Regions from separate parts of the Sus scrofa genome. Here all the other regions are linked to region 1. The links are chromatin contacts, called in public promoter capture Hi-C maps. All regions are on one chromosome and are shown on one strand. Each heading gives the region's core, a stretch centred on a gene start, on an enhancer-like site or on the middle of the called end of the contact. The rest is flanking DNA. Distances are from core to core; before and after follow the strand shown.

Region 1 (2,969 bases), core at 321-2,820:
ATCTCATTTAACCCTATTACTGACTCCATTTTACAGATGGCAAAACTGAGGCACACAGTTCATAAGAAACTTGTGCAAGATCACACTCCAATAAGTGGTGAGTCAGGATTTGAATCCCAGCAGTCTAATTCCAGAGCCTGTGCTTCTGACCACTATTTGATTTCTGTGTTTGGGGGTGAAGAGAAACAAAACTTAGGAGAAAGTGGCAGACACTTAGTGGTGAACGATTCAGGTGGCAAACTCTGCCCTGGGCTTTTCCACAACCTCTTAGAACCCCCATGGTGCCCCAAAGCAACCTCCTGGTACCCCCACCACACTGGCCCTCAAGAGGACCTGGCTTCTGTGCTCTCCAGGGCCGCATCTCAGCAAAAGTGCTCCCACACCGAACATCTTACTTGGAGAGAAAACCTGAGCAAAAGGTATTATCTGGAGAAGCAGTGGGATAAAGCAGAAGGAATTCATTCCTTGGAGCTAGACTAAAGCTGAATTTGAGTCCTGGATCTGCCAATTACTTTGTGCTCCTGGCAAGTCTGGGTCTGGGTTTTGGGGTTTGCTTGCTTGTTTGTTTTTTTGCCATTTCTTGGGCTGCTCCCACAGTACATGGAGGCTAGGGGTCTAATCGGAGCTGTAGCTGCCAGCCTACGCCACAGCCACAGCAACGGGAGATCCGAGCCTCCTCTGTGACCTACACCACAGCTCACAGCAACACCAGATCCTTAACCCACTGAGCGAGGCCAGGGATCGAACGCGCAGCCTCATGGTTCCTAGTCAGATTCGTTAACCGCTGTGCCACAACGGGAACTCCTGTTTTGTTTTGTTTTGTTTTTTAACTTTTCAGAGTGTGGGTTTCTTCATTTGTGAAACGGAGATACTGACGAATAAGACCACACAGTACCTAACAAAGAAATTTTGAGAATTAAATTATATATCCATACAGTATTTGGCACACAATAAAGGCTCAAATAAACCCCAGGTCCTAGGTGATTGTGGGGCAAAGATTTGTCTTTGGAGTCAGACACACTGGGGTGTGGGCTGAGAAAATTCCTTTATTTGTGACTCAATTTCCTCATCTGTAACAGTTACCTGGCAACACTGTCTGGAAGACTGGGAGTGGTTTATAAAAAGTGCCTTTTTTATAACTTCTTTATGCTTCTTGGAGAGACCTAACAGCTTACAGCTTCTGGAGAGGTGGGCCCCTGGTTCTTTGAGGAGGGCTGTGTGTAGATTCTCTTCAACGTGATGGTGACAATCCTGCACCTCTCGCCGCCCAGGGCTCCCCCTGCCCAGCAACATGAGGACCCCCTACGCAAAGTACACTCTATCACACCCAAACACACCCCTCGTGTCACGTGACTGGGGATCTCCCCGGTCCTCCTCCGTCCCGGCCCCACGGACACCTGCTCTGCAGCGCCTCGGTCACGAAGTCCTTCCCGGATTTCCTCTTCCCGCTGAAAAGCAGCACCAACCGCGGGACGCTTCCCAGGGGTGCCATGGGGCCGCTACGCTTTGCGATCCCTACAGCGGATCCTGAACCCTTACCCCTTAAATCGAGCCACCCGGCACAGAATGGACGCGGCCACTGGATGGAGCGGCAACAAGAAGGGGTTCCGCCCGCCCGTCTTCTCCATGGCCGTGGAGAGGATGGTCAACCTGCACAAGTGCTTCTGTGCCTTTACACTAAAGCCTACATAAATGGACTGTGGAGAGAAAGAAGGTTAAGTCCCTGGGCAGCTTTCTCCCCTAAAGAAGCTCCCCTGCCAGAACTCATTTGGAACAGTCCAACCCGCCCAGACTCTAACGTCACGGCCTCGCCTTCTGAGCTGACGCTCGTGACACGTGAGGGGGCGGGAATTGGACGCGACTATTTTCCTCCGAGGAGGAGTGACATCTTAAAATGTCCGAAGTGACCCTCACGCTGTCTTCCACACCGTCCTAAAAAATTGTGAAAAAAAAGAATAAACGTGTTCATATTGCAGACGTTTTCAAAACTGCCTTTTTATCTGTGCATTTTAATGTACGTGTAAAGCCAATCCTTATATGCCCCACAGTGAAAATGGGTGTTTCTGGAGACGAAACCTGGCGAGGACTCGAGAGGTGTGTCTGGTGACGTCATGCTGGGGGTGGGACTTAGTCAAAAGACCTGATTTTATTGTTAAGCCGGTTTGAAAACCGGAGGGGTCGATGTGTTCGACCCTTTAAGGCCCGCGAGAAAATTCTCATCGCTTTTCTAGCCGCATCCTTCACTCCAAAGATTTTCGGAATCCACAGAGCTTGGAATGACTATAGAATAAGTTAAAAGGGGGCTTTGAAGCCACTTCTGGAAATTACCTAGTTTTATGTGGAGTCCAGCTCTCAGCCAGGAGTTCTAGGGGGAAAAATAAGGGATGCTGATCTGTCCCTTCCCTGAATTCCCAGTCCTGCCTCTGCTCCCAGCGGTTGACAGCCAGCCCGTTAAGCAATCAGAATTTCTTTTTTTTGTTTTATGTATTTAATTATTTTGCTTTTTAGAGCCGCACCGGGGCATATGGAAGTTCCCAGGCTAGGAGTGGAAGCAGAGCTGTAGCTACCTGCCTACACCACATCCCCAGCAATGCTGGGTCTGCGACCTACACCGCAGCTCGTGGCAACGCCAGATCCTTAACCCACTGAGCGAGGCCAGGAATCGTGGCCTCATGGATACTAGTCGGATTCGTTTCCGCTGAGCCACAAGGTGAACTCCTGCAAGTGGAGTTTCTTTAGCTCTGGCTCTGTCACAGCTGTCCGGTAGTTCTCTGAGCTTGTCAACACAGGGCCTGCGACCCATTACTGCCTCCATCTTACAAGCTATAAGGTCATGTGCAGAGAAATGAGATGGAAAGACCTTCTTTGAGAGAAACCATTAATTCACTGAATATTGAAAACATGGCACAGGAGAAGCTGTGGACATTGAATGATCAATGGTCAGATACACAAAGATTGGACTTTGGGAA
Region 2 (2,969 bases), core at 272-2,771, 690 kb before region 1:
CAAACAACAACTTACCAACGGGAAGAACCAGGAATACCAATACACCACAAGAGGTCTTTCATCAGGTCTTCAAATTTTAGCAACTGTTACTTTCCTCTCCAGCCTCAAGATCCTCCAAAACCAAAGCCTCAACTCAAGATATCAGCTCCACCTACTAGACTGCACCCTAGACCCTGAAAAGCTCATAGCCTACTATAACAAATCGCCCTTCTAAACAGAAAGTGGTTTCAAGAATCACCCCTCGGCTCATTAACATTTTATGTTCCATCTTTCAGTAGAACAAATATTTACTGAACTTAAACAAAACAAAACACTGTAGTGGATAATTGGGAAAGGAGCAGAGTAACATCACTAGAGACCCCCGGGAATTCATTATTTGGAACTCGGTATCTTGACTCCATCAACCACGCGAACTAGAAACCTTGACAGAAATTGGCACCCCATCAGATTCTCTGCAACATACACTCGCTTATCAGCTCTGCTTGGACGAAGTGTTCTTAACCTGGTCAGCTAGCACTCTTCACACTTCAGCAATAAACGCCTGAATCTGGCATAAGTTCCTGCCTTCCAGGTCATCGTGGAAGCTAGGCAAGTTTTTGTTGATACCTACATTTGCACTAACAGAAGGAGTGAAGTACCATCTCCTCCCCTCCCTCTTCACGTCGACAGAGAGAATGGGTTCAGCAGTTGCAAGGGCTCCCCGTAAGAGGAAAGGGCCCCAGGCCGGAGGATGGGAGGCGGTGCTGTGGCCTCAACCTCCTCCAGGGAGGGCACCGCGCTTCCTCTCGGCCGACTGCTGCCTCATTTCCTGAGCAGGAGGAGGGAGCGGAAAAGCTACCAGCAGGCTAGGCTGGGGGCTTTCCGGCGGGTCCCACCCTCAACCCCCACCCTTTCACCTTAAATTCGGCTCTGCCCCTCCCAGACTGGAGAGGCAGCCACCTACTCTCACCCTTGAGGCCGGAAACCCCAACGAGAGCAAAATCCCCCCCGCCCTCGACGGGGAAGTGGGGGAGGGAGAGGCCGCTTGAGCCCCTCCCCCGGCCGCGCCCGGCTCAGAGCGACTGAATGAATGAGCTGGGAGAAAGGAGGAAAACCACTCCTCAGGCCCGCGAGGCTCAATTCCTTCAAAGGTCACGCCTGTTCGCTCGAGCACCCCGTTCCCCCCTCACCCGCTAGATGTCCAAAGAAGCTGAGCCCCACCCAACCTCCGGGCTCCAACTTCATCACCAAGTATGCTGGCCCTCTAAGGACCGTGCTCGTTCGCAAATATGGGACCTAGTTCGGGGTCCCATCTGCTCCAGCGCCTGCCATTCCCTCACTCGCCTCGCCCTCTCCGTACCTGTTCCCGGGCCCGCCTTTCCCCCTCCACTTCCCGCTGGAGGCGCTCGGCCCTCTCCTCTGCATCATCGGCCTGCTGCTGCAGAACCTGGATCTTGCGCTTCACCGCCTCGATGGTGGTGATTCCAGCCATGGTGCCCACCCAGCTCCTGCTCGCAATCGGGTTCCTGCCTTCTCCGCTCGGCGCTGCAGCCGCTTCTCACCCCTACTTCCGCCTGCTCCGCCCTGAAATACCGGAACTCGCCCACCCGCCCGGACGTGACGCCACCACCGCCGCGCCCTCCCACCGCCAGGCAGGCGGGAAGGCTGTCCACTGGAGGGAGACCAGCCGCGGGGAGCGAAGGGCGGGACCGCTCAGTCGCCCGGGGCGACCGCTCCCAGCATTTTCCTCCAGCAGGCAAAGGGGGGCGGGGTTGGAAAGAGGGAGGGCTACCATGGTAACCGGAAGGCGCGTGGTGATTAAACCTCTCCAGCCGCGGGGCTGGCTGTCCACAATGGTTGGCCTGTGAGGCCCCTTACACACTCGCAGTTGACCCCTCACTTCCCCAGAGCTGATCGGCCACTACTTACCCAGCTGATCCACCACCACTTACCCGCTAGGGCACCCTGTGTACCTCTCCACCATATACCCCATAAAGGCTTCCAAACAGGTACTAAGAAAAAACCTGGTCTTTCTGTGCCTCATCTTCAAAAGAGCCCAGATATCCAGTCTCCTTTCAAAGGCTGCTCAGGTAGGTTCTTTCCCATTTCCTAAAAGTCGATGAAGGGGATTAATGGGGGATGAAGAGATGGGCAGGTTGACAACGCTATCTATTTGGCATCAAGTTTTTTTTTTGTTTTGTTTTTTGTTTTTGTCTTTTTGCCTTTTCTAGGGCCGGTCTCACAGCATATGGAGGTTCCGAGGCTAGGGGTCGAATCGGAGCTATAGCCGCCGGCCTACGCCAGAACCACAGCAACGCTGGATCCGAGCCGCGTCTGAAACCTACACCACAGCTCTCGGCAACGCTGGATCCTTAACCCACTGAGCAAGGTCAGGGACTGAACCCACAACCTCATGGTTCCTAGTCGGATTCGTTAACCACTGCGCCACAAGGGGAACTCCATCTGTTTGGCATCAGTTTTGAACATAAGTGTTCTATTTAAAATACAGGTGTTAAGTTTTCCTCATGGCTCCTAGTCGGATCCTTAATCCGACTAGTATCCGTGAGGATGCGAGTTCTATCCCTGGCCTCGCTCAGTGGGTTAAGTGATCTGCCTTGCCGTCACAGACACGGCAGGGACTGGGTGCTGTTGCGCCTCTGGCGAAGGCTGGCAGCTATAGCTCTGATTGGACCCCTATCCTGGGAACTTCCATATGCCACAGGTGCAGCCCTGAAAAGCAAAAGTTAAAGCATAAAGTACTGGTCTTTTTCCCTGTTACTTTTGAGAGTCAGTAGACACCAGTGATTTACCAACCGGCCGGATTCTCCAGACCTTGAATGATTCAGGACCTGGTAATTAATCATCACTTTACAATTCCTTTTGTAGGTGGGGAAGGTATTTTATGCCCCATTTTATTAGGAAAGTATCCTCTGTTAGGGACTACTGTTACCAGATCCTTTGTGCAACAGCAAGATGTGACTACCTGAAAA
Region 3 (2,969 bases), core at 123-2,622, 520 kb before region 1:
GAGAAACCTAGAAGCACGCCGGCTGCATTGCAGAAACCCTATTTCTTCAGGCCGGATCCTATCCCCTGGGGGCTTCCACCAAACCATGCCCACTCCTGCTGCCCCAGGAGCCTTGGTCCTGGTCCTGAAGCCCAAAGTGGAAAAGCACATCTTCATAGGCACTTGCTGGGCCAGAAACTTCTCAGCCTAGACCTTATTTCAGTAATTTTCATTCCTTCCAAACTCAGCTCTGAGGCCACCTGTCAGATTCAGGGTCCCTGGGGAACCTTGGTGGGCCCTTTAAAGAGATGGTTGTGGTTGCTTCTGAAAGCCAAGTACCAGTTTCTATCTATCACATCAGGAGGGTGGACGTGCCTGTTTTGACATCGATGGAGCACCTGTGGTCTGGACCCTGTGTCAAGTGTGTAGATCTTTATAACCATGGTATCTTCATAACCATCCTGATATTGACTTTCTTATCTCTCTCTGACATAAGAGGAAACAGAAACTCAAAAGATTTCACACAGCTGTCACAGAAGGTGGAGGTCTGGAGGGGATACTTCCATTTGGAAGCTTCCAGAGCCCAAATCTGTCCCTGGCCTGTGCTGCAGGGAACACAGGCACGGAGAAAGGATGAACCTTTACTCTATCGAGGATCTCGATGCCCGAGCCTCATCCCAGATCCATTAAGTCAGAATCAAATCCATTAAATCTCTGGGCGTGAAGCGATACATCGGTGGCTTTGGGGGCTCCCCGAGTGATTCCGAGGGGGCAGAAAGGGCTGCCAATCGCTGCTTTACTCTAACAGTAAGAGGCACATCGCCTCCTCCAGGCTCTCCAGGTGCTCCTTTCACAGAGTAATCCTGGTCACGAAACCAAAAATCAAAACCGAGCTGGTGGCGTCTAATTCTCCTGTTCTCATCAATAGAAGGAGAGGGAGGGAGAGTTCGCCCCCGCTGGGCTCGGGGCTCAGGGCCTCGCGGCTCAGGTGCGGCGCTGCGGCCGGAAGCCACCCCCTCCGCTCGGCCGGTGCGCGGGGCTGTTGCGCCATCCGCTCCGGCTTTCGTAACAGCACTCTGGGCCGGCCGAGAGACGACTCCAGCGCGAGTTCCTCAAATGTTTTCCTGCGTTGCCAGGACCGTCCGCTGCTCTGAGTCATGTGCAAGTGGGAAGTCGCACTGACAAGGAGCCCAGCCAGAGGGAGCCGAGTCGAGTGCGGCGCGGGGCTCGGGGACTAGCCTTGCGTGCTGAGCGCGGGCCCCCCGGGGATGGGGGCTGCCCTCGGGGCTTGAGCCCGCCCGCCGCCCCGCCCCGGCCGCCCGGCCGCCCGGCCGCCCGCCCGCCTGCCTGGCTGCCTCTCTGGGATCATGGGGCATTAGCTGAGGAGGAAGCATGCTGGCCGTCCGCTGCGCGCTTCTGACCGCTCTGCTTGCCGCGCCCGGGATGGCGCTGGCCCCGAGGGGCTGCTCCAAACTGGGTAAGGGCTTCGGGCGCACCTGAAGGGCTTGGACAGCTGGTGGGTGGGGGAACCTCTGCGGCTGCCGCAGACTCAGGGCAGCGGAGGGAGGCAGGAGGGGTGACGGCCCCCCCTGGTCGGGGCTAGTTTGGGTCCCCGCGGCACAAGGTGCGGTCCCGGGCTGCCCCGGCTGTCCGGTGGCGGCCCCTCGCTCGCGCGCCCCCTGCTGCGTCCTGCGCCTTTGGCCGGGCGCGCTCTCCCCGTGACGGCTCTGTGGCCGGGAAGCTCCCTGCGGTCTGCGTCCAGGACAAGGTGTGTTCTCGTATGTCCTTCCCAGGGCCCCCGGGAATCCTTACACAGCTGTCCCGGGTTACTTTAAGAGGCGATGCCCTAGCGGAGTGGAGTTCTTGCCCGGGGCGTCCTTGGTACCAGCGCCCCGTTTGCCCCTCAGCTTTGGGGAAGGCACTCCTCCTGGCTCTCCCCTCCGCCCCCTGGGTTCATGTGTGGATGACAGTGCCTTGACTGTGAAGGGACTGATTTCATGGGCTCTGAGTCACGGACTCTCCCGCTGCCTTGTTGCCGGCACTCGCTTAGGCAGACACGAGCTCTAGCAAGCTGGATGCCTACCCCCTGAGAATTGAGGCCAAGTGGGGAGGCTGGCCAGGGATTGGGGCGGCTTGAGGCTGGCACACACTGGACTCCACTGCCAGACCACAGGAGGGGGAGGCAGGGGGACAGGGGGCACTTGTTGCTCCTGCGGACTGTAATCCGCCTCTGGCCGGCAGTCCTTTCTCTGGGCTCTGGCGGCATGCCCAGCTGCGTGTCTAGTCGCTCCTCTGGAGGAGCCGGGCAACTGTTTGTCCAGAGGTTTATTTTAGGGTCTGAGGGCTTCTTTGAGGACACAGTGGAAAACCATGCGGGCAGCCGGCAGGCTTCTGGGAACGGATTGCTGGCGAGGTGGGGGCTCTGGCTTTCACTGCTAGAAGGCACTGCTAGACCCCACGGTGCTCCTGCCCCAATGAACACCCACCCTCTGCCTGTCTCTCACTCCCTGCTGCAGAGAGCTAGAGGCTGATGTGCCTGCAGCTCTCTGCTTTCTGAATGGTTGTGTTCCTTGGCTTTGGAAGAGGAAGGTGAAGGGATTCTTTTTCTTGGCACACATTTATAACTCCTGTGGGTAGTAGCCATTGTTGATGGAGGCCTCTGGTGCTTGACATGAGTTTTCTAATCCTTCACCACGGGATCTAAATCTTACTTGGTTCCAAAGAAGAGACTGAGGGTCACAGAGGTTGGGATAGGAGGTTGTCAGGCTCAGTTGGTGGAGGCCCACTCCTCCATGTTCCTCTGCGCCCATGTGGTAGGTCCCGAAGACTCCCAAATGTAGAACTAGCCCAGCAGGCAGAGCTGGGGGTGTTTGGGGGGCAAGCTGAGGGTCCTCCTTGGCTGGCTGAGCTCTGGGCAGAAGAGGCCAGGGGAAGGGAAGGCCTAGGTTGGTCGGCTGTGCTGTCAGAGGAACCCGAGGCAGGGTTGAGGC

Evidence for each region. Promoter capture Hi-C pulls out the DNA fragments that hold promoters and counts their contacts.
Region 2: a promoter capture Hi-C map of liver shows a contact between it and region 1, with 2.3 times the contacts expected there. The contact joins the promoter of TPM3 here to the promoter of PMVK in region 1.
Region 3: a contact with region 1 is called in a promoter capture Hi-C map of liver, with 3 times the contacts expected there. The contact joins the promoter of IL6R here to the promoter of PMVK in region 1. A contact is called at or near these places in 1 of 5 promoter capture datasets (liver) and 2 of 2 datasets of contacts at active chromatin or transcription factors (alveolar macrophages and skeletal muscle).

Annotation. Positions count from the first base shown.
Region 1 is chr4:94,860,269-94,863,237 of Sscrofa11.1, reverse strand. PMVK (phosphomevalonate kinase) reads right to left here and starts at 1,570. Exons shown (of 5, transcript NM_001168416.1): 1 at 1,398-1,570. The coding sequence starts at 1,492.
Region 2 is chr4:95,548,379-95,551,347 of Sscrofa11.1, reverse strand. TPM3 (tropomyosin 3) reads right to left here and starts at 1,521. Exons shown (of 8, transcript NM_001001632.1): 1 at 1,340-1,521. The coding sequence starts at 1,471.
Region 3 is chr4:95,379,470-95,382,438 of Sscrofa11.1, reverse strand. It overlaps IL6R (interleukin 6 receptor), which reads left to right and starts at 1,372. Exons shown (of 10, transcript NM_214403.1): 1 at 1,372-1,456. The coding sequence starts at 1,372.